Regions from separate parts of the Rattus norvegicus genome. Here region 2 is linked to region 1. The links are chromatin contacts, called in public HiChIP or PLAC-seq maps. All regions are on one chromosome and are shown on one strand. Each heading gives the region's core, a stretch centred on a gene start, on an enhancer-like site or on the middle of the called end of the contact. The rest is flanking DNA. Distances are from core to core; before and after follow the strand shown.

Region 1 (5,353 bases), core at 2,702-5,201:
AGTCAGGAAACGCTGTACATTCTATAACACCTGAATGGACCTCCATCAAAGCCTTGTAGAGCTCACCCATCACCCAGGAGCCAGGAAAAGACAACTACCATGGCCAATTGTCATGGTCAACTTGGCTGGACTTGGGGTCACCTAGGAGATGTACCTCTGGACATGTCTGTGTGGGAGTTTTCAAAGAGGGGAGACCCTTTTTGAATGTGGGCAGTGCCATCTTATGGGCTGGGGTCCTAGACCAGATAAAAACGGAAAAGAGGGAGTGAGCTCCGTACCAGCATTTTCTTTTGTAGGAGGCACAGCTTAAGAGAAGCGTCAGAGGAAGCAGACTTGTTGAGATGCTTGTCTCTCAGTGACATCAACAGAACTCATCCATATGTTTATTACAAATCCTTCCTCCCTAGGCCCTTACCCCAGCACTGTTTACTGGGCAAGAGAACTTGCTCTTATTGTAAAGGTCACAGGTGCTTTGCCATAAAGATGAACGTTGCAAGGGAGTTTCGATGTAGCTATCCCTGAAGCCTTGTTGCCATAATTGCCATGTGGAGACTTTCCCCCAAAGTTTTACTGTTTTTAAGAGAGAAATAAAATAAAATAAAATAAAATAAAATAAAATAAAATAAACAATGAAGTCAGACTCTGGAAGTTTCTGACCCATGGCCTGCTGAAGTGGTTGGTGCTGACCTGGGTTTCATTCTTCACCCAAGTGGCTGTTTCCTAGCTGGCTGTGAGGAACCTTCCCAATCTCTCCCTGCTTCCTGGCTGTGCACATGTGGCATGTGGTCTCATGCTCTGTGGCCACGCCCTCTTCTCTGTGATGCAGTGTGATCTAGGACAGATCCTTCTCCTAACTTGCCTCTGGCAGATGTCTTGTCCTCGAGATGAAAAAGAAACAAATCCAACAACCTGACGTCCTTTCTTGCCTCTCGATTTCCCCCTGCATGTGATGCACATGTATGCAGGTCGCATACATACATGTAACATGGAAAACTAAGTGGGGACCAGAGGTTGCTATTCTGTGTCTTCCTTATGTACATACGGAGGTAAAGCTTCTCACCAGATTCCAAGGCTCCATGGTGAGGCTCGTGTAACTGGCCAAATCCTCTAAGAGTCAGTCTCCTGTCTCTTCCTCCCAAGTGCTAGTGCCGAGGTCACAGTTGAGCTGCCATGCTCACCCTGCACTTATATGGAAGCTGGGAATATGAAGTATGGTCCTGGGGCTTGTGTGACAGTGCTTTATCCACTGAGTCACCCCCCCCCACCCCCACATTTGAGTCAGGGTCTTACTATGTGCTCCAGAGAACCTGAACTCTCCACTCGCCTGTCCCCACCTCCAACTGTTAGGACTACAAGCTGTGCCATCATGTCTAGTTATCATTGTCTTCATAAAAGATCCAGGTTGGTGGGATATTAATTCATTGCTGAGAACTACAATGAAAAACTTGTCTGCCAAAGCCCCCCGACCAAAGGGCACACACTACAGAAATCCATTTTTCAAAGTGTGACAAAAGTTTCTGTGAGTCGGGAAAAAGCTCACTTTTCTGTTGGAAGGGGCATCTGGAGAAGCAGATGAACACACGTGTGTGTGTGTGTGTGTGTGTGTGTGTGTGTGTGTGTGTGTGTGTGTTCACTTTGTGAGTGCCTGGATCATTCACTTGGTGATTTGGATCATTATCTGTATGTGGTTTATGCATCAACATAATACTTTTTTTTTAAGAAAAAAACCCCACTCTCTTCATATACAAAGAGGTTTTACTTGTTGTCTGCCTGCAGCATCTATCCCTGTGGGTTGGGCCAGAGACTTAAAAAAAATAAATAAATGTAAGAAGAGACTGCTTCCTCACAGCTAGTGGTTTTTCACGGTTTTCACGTCTCGCGCCAGGTTTCTTCAGCTATAACATTCAGTTGATTTCAATTGGGGACTAATCACGGTTCTCACTGTCCCTAGACAATATGTGAACGGGGCCAATTTGCCTGTGCACTCATACAGAGGGACAGAGCAAGCCAGTGGCTTCCCAGGTCCCACTCACAGGACAGCAAAGAAGTCAAGGAATGTTTTCCGCCATTACACAGTGGTGTTGGGGGTGTTGGGGGTGGGGTGAGGGCTTTCAGGCATTGCACTCCTCAGGGACAGAGTAATAAGCACACTCCTTGGGGCACTGAGAAAATGAGCCAGAACTTTGCAGGTCATTTACAAGCAAAATACACAAAGGGACTTAGCCAGCCCCCCTCCAACAGGAAACCATTTGTCTCTGGAGGAGGGAGAGGAGAGGAAGAGAAGGAGGGGGTGGAGGAGGGAAAGGAGGGAAAAAAGGGGGAGGAGGAAGAAGGATGCTGAATCCGCCACAGGCCCAGCTCTGTGGAGATGACACTCCCTAATCAAAGCACAGTTGCATAAATAGTCCCCTCCACTTGAGAGAAAGAAAAAAAAATATTTGTTTAAATGGGGACCGAACAACTCTGATTAATTCTGAAGTTCTTTCTCTTCTTTCCTTTTTAGAATGTTGCTAAAAATAAAGGCTTAAAACTTGAAATAAGCAACACACACACACACACACACACACACACACACACACACACACACACACACACTTTTACCATATACGGTGGCATTATTCTTCAGCCTTTGAAAAGGTCAAATGAAGAGATGGCCAACAACCAAAAGAACCCTGCAGACACCTGCAGAAGACAGATAGCTGGAGAGCTTGGTGAGTGACAGCGATGGCCGCTGGCTGGGGATGAATGCCTATGGAGGGATGAGGTGGCACAGCACTGGGAAACCGGCATGTGCCTGACACAGCCACCTACAACCACCTGTCTAGGGAGGGTGTTTTGTCCCCTGGCCTCAGCACTAAGAAAGCAACAGTGGCCGCAATTTAACTTAAAGGAAGAAGCCAGTGCAGGGGCATGACGGAAATTTTAACTGAGGCCCTCCTCAGCATGAAGTCTGTGAGGGAGATGAGGAGAAGGAAGAACAGGGCAGGAGAAGAGGCAGGATGACCTGGAGAAGATGTGAGAGTAGCCCAGGTCAGCCTGAAGGTCAGCAGCCCTGTGTGGTGGGGGAGGGGTGGCTGCCACATTGCCAGGGTCTGCTGGGAGTGTGTCTGAGGACAAAGACTGACATGTTTAGGTCATACAAATGACACACTTGGGAGATACTGGGGGGAGCCACCTTTCCTGGGGTTCTGTAGTTTCCAAAGCTGAGGCAGAGTTACTCCTGGACCCAAGCACTTACTTTCCTGACATAAACAGGTTAAGAGGCAGCAGGTATAAGACAGGAGAGAGGTGCCACCATGCAACCTTGGGCTCTCCAGCCACAGAAGCTCTGGGAGAACACCAGTCATGGGGCAAAGCCTGGGCTTGGACCACAGCTTCACTAACTCCACGATGGCGGGCTAACCTTTTCTTCTGCAGATACCTCCTTGCTGGAAAGCCCCAGGCACAGGGGCTGGGTGACTACACAGTGGCTTGATATGCATGATGCCCTGGGTTTCATGCCAGCATCAAACAAATACACTGGTCAGGCGGGGTCTGCAGTGAAGGGACCCCTCCCAGCTGTGAAATGCATGGGACCATGGAGAACAAACAGCTCCCCAAATGTGACACTAAAGCTGCCTGTGTTTCCCCAAAAGGCAGCAAGCAGACTGAGAGACCAGGACCTGTGGGCCTCATCCCATCTTCCCAGCATCTTTCATTTCAGCCTCAGGCATGGATCCTGCAAGCTGTGGTGGGAAAAGGCCCTGCTTCTGGGTGACATGGCTAACGGTCTGCCCATGCTTGTCCAGAAAGGCTTCCTGCCCAGGTAGAGCACTGGACACTGAAGGCTAGTCAGCTTATTCATACTGTGGGCTGCTGGGCTGGCATTTACCATCCTGGTCTCCATGCCTACCAGGGAGCTCAGTGTGATTTGCAAACAGGAAAACAAGCCCTGAGAAGTTCTGAGACTGGGCCAGGGAAGGCCATAAATAGCAGGGCTGAGACTGAAGCTGGCTGAACCATGCATGGCAGTCCCAAGGCCTGACCCTTCCTTTTCTACTGCATGGCAGAGTCTAGTCAGCAGCTTCAATACTTCAAAGTGAGGTAGTGCCACTGGTTCATTTCTTCCCAGCAGTATCCCCAGAAAAGAACGCTCTGCAGGTCATTAAGGCCCCTCTGAGGTCCCCGTTGCAGGAGTTGTGCTGAAGGAAGAGTGTGGCGGTCTCACCTTCACCTCTACTAGAGGATGGGGCAGGACCACACTTCATTTCCAAATCACTCACCTGGTGAGGTACAAGCCCCAGCGAGGTGGGAGGCTCATTCATGCGGTCATCACTGCTGCTGGCGATGGCGTAGCCCCTGCAAGAGGGAAGGAAGCAGAAGGGCTCTTAGCTCCTTCATGCTCATGGTGATCACAGGAAAGAACATTTCAGGACACTGGAAAGAGTTAGGAGAGCCAATGCCCCTTTGCTGGCTTCATAAGCTCACAGGAAACTCATTTCCAGGGGAGAGAGGGAGGGAAGGGGTTAGTTTTTAAATGGGCACCATAGAGCGGGAAGGATGAGAGCGAGCTTGTGAACACTGCCAAGTGGCAAACTCTCCTCTGTGCTTTGGGTCCAGCAGCTGTGAAACCGGAGGGAGGAAGCTGCACGAGACATTAGGGGCATGTGAGAGGAACTGCCAAATGCAAGGCTCACCTGCCTCCCTCTCCCTCCCTCCCTCCCCCCTCCTCTCTCTTTCCAACTACTTCCTCTCACATGCTTCCACTACACTGTGAAGGGTAGCCTTAACTCCTGACTTGGGCTATCCTCCAGCTCAGCCTTCCAGCAGCTGGGAGTGGGTTGTGTATCCCCACACCCTCCTCTAACTTGCTAAACTTATCTAAATGCCATAAAAAAATGGAGGAAGGAGATATAAAAGGAACGAACTGGGTGGGAAGAGTATCGGCTCTTCCCCAGAGAGGGTCAATGTTCATTTATGTCCCAGAAGAACTGTTTTTAACCTGTTACAAAGACAAAGAAGGCAGGGATTTGGGATCAAGGTGTAGCTTTTACTTCCTACTAGAGATAATAAGAAACTTGGATGGCAGGGGAGGTGAAGGCCGGGGAGGACATAGCTGTTTATCCACTTTCATGCCTTCTCTACTAGCCACTGAGGCCCTCTGAGTCACATGACAAACAGATCACTGCTGTGGCTTTCTGCCAGTGCCTTTCTTGGAATTCAATTTGGATGAGAAATAAGTCTTTTCTAAATTTGATTCTCTGTCTCCACTACCAATGGCACATACAGCAGAGCTCTCCAGAGCAGGGGAGTGACACTGGGGGAGCCAAGCCTGGCTGCCATTCACCAGCCATGAGTCTTAGACACCACGCCC
Region 2 (4,806 bases), core at 408-2,907, 310 kb before region 1:
ACTCCTTCCTGTGGGAATAAATCTGCCTACCTCTCTTCCCATTAGCATCCACAGTCAAACTTTTCACCTGTAGGTGGCAGCAAACACTTGTGACACTTGAACAGAGGCGGCATCTTCTACAAGAAAAGTGAGCAAGTGTCTTAAAAAAGAATTCTGAAATATGTGAACCCCTTGTCTTTGTTTTAAAAGACATCATGTTGTCAGATCACATCAGCTAAAGCTTCTAGAGTGTCTGCGGCTTACAAATTGAAAGGGGATTTCTCACCCACTATCAAGTGTTCAAAAGAAATATGAAGGATTTGGAAACATGAACATTTCTAGAAAGAGTTGGCTATAAATTAAACTTCTATTACACTTTTGCTTGGCATGGTGGTGCATGCCCTTAACCCACTTCTCAGGAGGTGGGGGCAGGTGGATCTCTGAGTTCTAGGACAGCCAAGTCTACATAGTAAGACCCTGTTTCATAAAAAAACAAAAAAATAAATAAATAAAAAATTTTATATTATATTTTCCTGTCATGGTTGAAAAAGATACCTATTTTTATTTCCTGGACAGCTTTAAGTTTCTAAGTCTCAGTCTCTGTCTCTCTCTTTCTCTCTCTCTCTCTCTCTCTCTCTCTCTCTCTCTCTGTGTGTGTGTGTGTGTGTGTGTGTGTGTGTGTGTGTGTGTGTGTGTGTGTACACCCATGCATAGTACAGGGCATGGAACCCAGAAAGCTAACATTGAGCTAAATCACAAACCCTACAACAGATATTTTTCCAGAATCATGGAATTTGAAGTATTTAATGGAGCTAGGCATGGAAGTACAAGCTTTTAATCCCAGCTCTCAGGATTCAGGTAGAACTCTGAATTCTGGGCTAGCCTAGTCTACCTAGCATTTAAGCCAGCCAGGGAGGGTTAAACAATGAGCATTCTCCTAAAAAATATAAAGTAACTAAAATGACATTTTTATTTAGAAAAAATCGACGTGCTATATGATTCATCTGTGTAAAGCATAAAACTGTTTTTTTTTTTTTCAAGTATGTTCACCCTTAGGTGATTTTGCCATGCTGTAACTTTATTAATATTCGGAGGACAGAAAAGTCCCAATGAACTAGGAATTGGGAGACTGGTTACAAGTTTTGGCTCTGCACGACTGTGAGCCAGCTTTTGGGCACTTCGCCTTTGAAATGCAAAGATTGAGCAGCTCATTTAATGACTCAGAAGGCAGCCAAGTTTCCTCTCTGTATGCTGAAGGAATAAAAATGAAGATCCCCACATCAGTTGTCCTAAAAGCCCGCAGTCCAGCAGGTAGACCAGGCTCCAGCCCTTGTGGCTCCCAGCAGCGACAGCTTAGAGCAGTCCCTGCCTTGGTGTTGAGATGGGAATGTTCAGGTGGGAGCTGAGTGTCACAGGACCATGCAGGTCTGGGTTCCTTGAGACTAAAAGTTCACTCTGCACTTCAGGCAGTCTCTGCTGTCACTATGTTACACTGGAGTCCCTCATGTAACTCCTTTTCCTGGCTTGAACGGTACTCACAAATCTCCCCTTTGAAAGACCCTTCAAGCATCGCCCTTCCTCTGTGCAGTTGGATTGCCAATGCTGTGTGTGCAGCCCAGATCGGCGTTCCCAGTAGGTACAAATAGCTATTCACGAGCGTGAGGACTCTCTCCTTTTCCCAGGCCTCTCTGGCGGGGCCCCAACCACTCACTGCTTTTCACTCTGAGCAACAAATAGCAATGCTACGGAGATGAGGTCCTGGTTCACCTTTCGCCGGAGAACCAGATCCGCACATTTTCCCCTTGAGTAAGGATGCTTTTATTCTCACTCGCCTAACCTCAAATAGCAAGCAGGCTGCTCTCCGACAGCGCAAGCAGAGCGGCCTTCTCGGAGAACAAGTGGTATTTTGTTAACCAAGAAAGGACGCCCAGGGTTCCTCGCCTCTTTGCAGGTTTGAGCTATTCACATCCCAAAATAGCTCCTCTGTAAAAGCCACAGAAATGTACACAAAGGAGGTGCGACACTATTAAGAAGGATCTGGGAGAGGGGCTGGAGAGATGGCTCAGAGGTTAAGAGCACTGACTGCGAGAATGGAAATATGGATGTTGAGAGGCATCGTGGGACAAGTCAGGAGCTCACTGGACCTGGGCTGTTGGCTCATGTTCTCTTCTAGGATCCGGGATTTCGTGTGGAATACAAGGTCTGAGAGAGCTAGGGGAAAAGGCTGGTGAGATGGCTCAGTGAATAATGAACACGTTTGATTCCTGGAACCTACGTAGTGAAAGGGAGAGAACATACTTCCTCAAGTTGTCCTCTGATCTCCACATATGCACTGTGGCATGTGTACACACACACACACACACACACACACACACACACACACACACACACACACACAGAGCTAGGGAATGGTGATAGGAGTTATTTTAGAACCTTAAAATGGAGGCTTGGAGGGTATAACTAAGGGACAAGGTGCCTGGATGGGGAAGACTTGCGTTTGATCCATCCTTAGTCCTATCAAGATGAGAAGTGCTTCCCTGACTGAACCCATGAGGAAAAGTCCAGACGCAATGGGACTTGGTTTCCTAGCATAGGCTTCACCCTCAGTTTTGCTGATCTTCATCACTCAGCCTTGGGCTGTCCTACACTGTTGTTTCCTTTTACTCCATGAATGCAATAATACTAAACTCATTGAATGGCCTAATTATGGACTATTATGTTCTCACCGTGGGGGCGGAAGAGGTCTGTTAAATCAAATGGCTTTGCCTCACCTGCGGTGTATGAGGGTACGTTATAAATAGTCCCACTATTTATAAGAGGTAGCACATTCCTGTAACCTCAGCACTTAAGGGACAGCGGGGGCATACCACCACAAGTTCAAGGCTAGCCCAGGCTCCAAGACCATATTCTCAATATTAAAGAGTCAAGTATGGTGCCACCTGCCTTTAAGCTAGTCCACAGGAGGCAGAGGATCTCTGAGTTTGAAGCCACCCTGGTCTACATAGCAAGTTCCAGGCCAGCCAAGGTTACACAGTGAGACCCTGTCTTTAAGGTAGATGGTTTGGCTTATATTCAGGGCTCTCCTAGGCCCACTTAAGCAGAACATGAAGATAAACTGCCATTAATGCTGTGGGGAGAAAAAAACCTAAAGAGGTAAAACCAGAGAAGGCCCTGCTCTGCACAAGAAACCCAGAGGCTGGAGTCGGCCAGCAGATGTGTCGATTCCAGTTAGGGCCATCTTACCACTAAGTATTATCCTGTTATCATGGAGTTGGGAAGTGATGAAGCTGGGGACTTAAAAGATCCTGTTAACCTCTTATCCATGGTGCAGACCTGGAAACCGTGCGTCTCAGAGCAGACTGCGTGCCGTGTGGCATCGCTTGAAGTCAGAGAGTAGCTCCTGCTGCATCAGAAGGAAAAGGCCCTTTCATTAAGCAAGCGCAGTGGTCTGTGGACTTGATCATACTAACCTTTGGGACAGCTCTTGGGATGGATTTGGATCTGGACTTGGCCTCCTGAGAACTCAGTGATTGGCCCCAGTCACTCCAGACAGTTTCAAAACCTGGTCTCATCAGTATCTCCCTTTATTGTGTCCATGTGCATGTCAGCCTGTGGCGGCCAGAAGAGGGAGTCAGACCTCTTGGAGCTAGAGTTACAGCAACTGCGAGCTGCCTGGAATGGGTGGTAGGATTGAATCCAGGACCTCCGAAGAACAGCAAGTGTTCTAAACTTCTGAACTATCTCTCAGGCCTGTGGTTGTTCCTTTATAGCTGATTTTTGTTTCTCTTTACTTAGTCAAGTATAAGTCTATGTGTCTAACAATAGTAAAATGGACATGAACTACCCAGGTTACGTAAGGTCCAAAAGAGAGTAAATTCTTTTTTTTTTTTTTCCTTTTCTATTTTCCGGAGCTGGGGACCGAACCCAGGGCTTTACGCTTGCTAGGCAAGCGCTCTACCGCTGAGCTAATTCCCCAACCCCAAGAGAGTAAATTCTAAATAGTAAAACACCCTCTTCTGCTCTCACAGTCGGTAAAAGAACAATGAAGTGATAAAAGGTTGAAGTGTAATTCTCCCAGGTCATTTGTTCCTTTCCAGAGCCTATGGTGAGTTTCCTTAAAAAAATATATGTGTGTGTGTGTGTGTGTGTGTGTGTGTGTGTGTGTGTATAAAGTGTATGTATTGGGGGATCTGCGATTAAGAGCTCTGGCTGTTCAGGGACCTGGGTTCTATTCCCAGCAACCATTTGGGGTCTCGGAAACTACTGTAGCTCCAGTCCAAGGGCATCAGACAACCTCTTGGCGTCTGCAGGCCCAGCATTCATGTGCTGCATGAGCTTACATGCAGGCAAAACACTCATGCACATGAAACAGTTTATTTATTTATTTTGTTTGAAACAACTTTTTTAAATAAGAACATTAATTTCGTTTCCCTCACAATGATTTTGTTTCCGTGTCACAATTTCTCTGACTTTGACATTCAGCAGGAGACGCTGGGGTCTCTCGTTAGAGTCATAATGGCTTCGTGTCACTGGGCTTATCATTGATGGTCGGCAGAACGGGACAGTGAGTGAGTGAGCACTGCCTGCTTCTGCAATGCTGCTTCCTAATGGTCTGCTTTTTCCAGGTGAAGATTGTATCGATGAATGAGAGCACAGTTCTTAGAGCTGCCCTGGATAAAAACCTGAAGAGTGCGGTGACCACCGCCTGCCTCATGCTACCCGAAAGCTTCTCTGAGGAAGACCTATTCATAGAGATTGCTGGGCTCTCCTACTCAGGTTTGTACGGTTTGTACCCCACCATCCCCAGGGAGACTTCCAGAGAGCTTA

The links. HiChIP or PLAC-seq counts read pairs in DNA pulled down with a chosen protein or histone mark.
Region 2: a contact with region 1 is called in an H3K27ac HiChIP or PLAC-seq map of oligodendrocytes, with 12 times the contacts expected there. The contact joins two enhancer-like sites. A contact is called at or near these places in 3 of 12 Hi-C or Micro-C datasets (the A7r5 cell line, the Rat2 cell line and mammary epithelial cells) and 1 of 1 datasets of contacts at active chromatin or transcription factors (oligodendrocytes).

What each region holds. Positions count from the first base shown.
Region 1 is chr4:149,458,134-149,463,486 of GRCr8, reverse strand. It overlaps Atg7 (autophagy related 7), which reads right to left. Exons shown (of 18, transcript NM_001012097.1): 15 at 4,263-4,338. Among named protein-coding and RNA genes, the nearest start is that of Atg7, 41 kb to the right of the region's middle. Within about 2 kb of position 3,951, at least 25 of the 93 cell types and tissues checked have an H3K27ac peak or open chromatin away from gene starts, as enhancers often do.
Region 2 is chr4:149,762,577-149,767,382 of GRCr8, reverse strand. It overlaps Tamm41 (TAM41 mitochondrial translocator assembly and maintenance homolog), which reads left to right. Exons shown (of 8, transcript NM_001108642.1): 4 at 4,605-4,755. Among named protein-coding and RNA genes, the nearest start is that of Tamm41, 11 kb to the left of the region's middle. Within about 2 kb of position 1,657, at least 28 of the 93 cell types and tissues checked have an H3K27ac peak or open chromatin away from gene starts, as enhancers often do.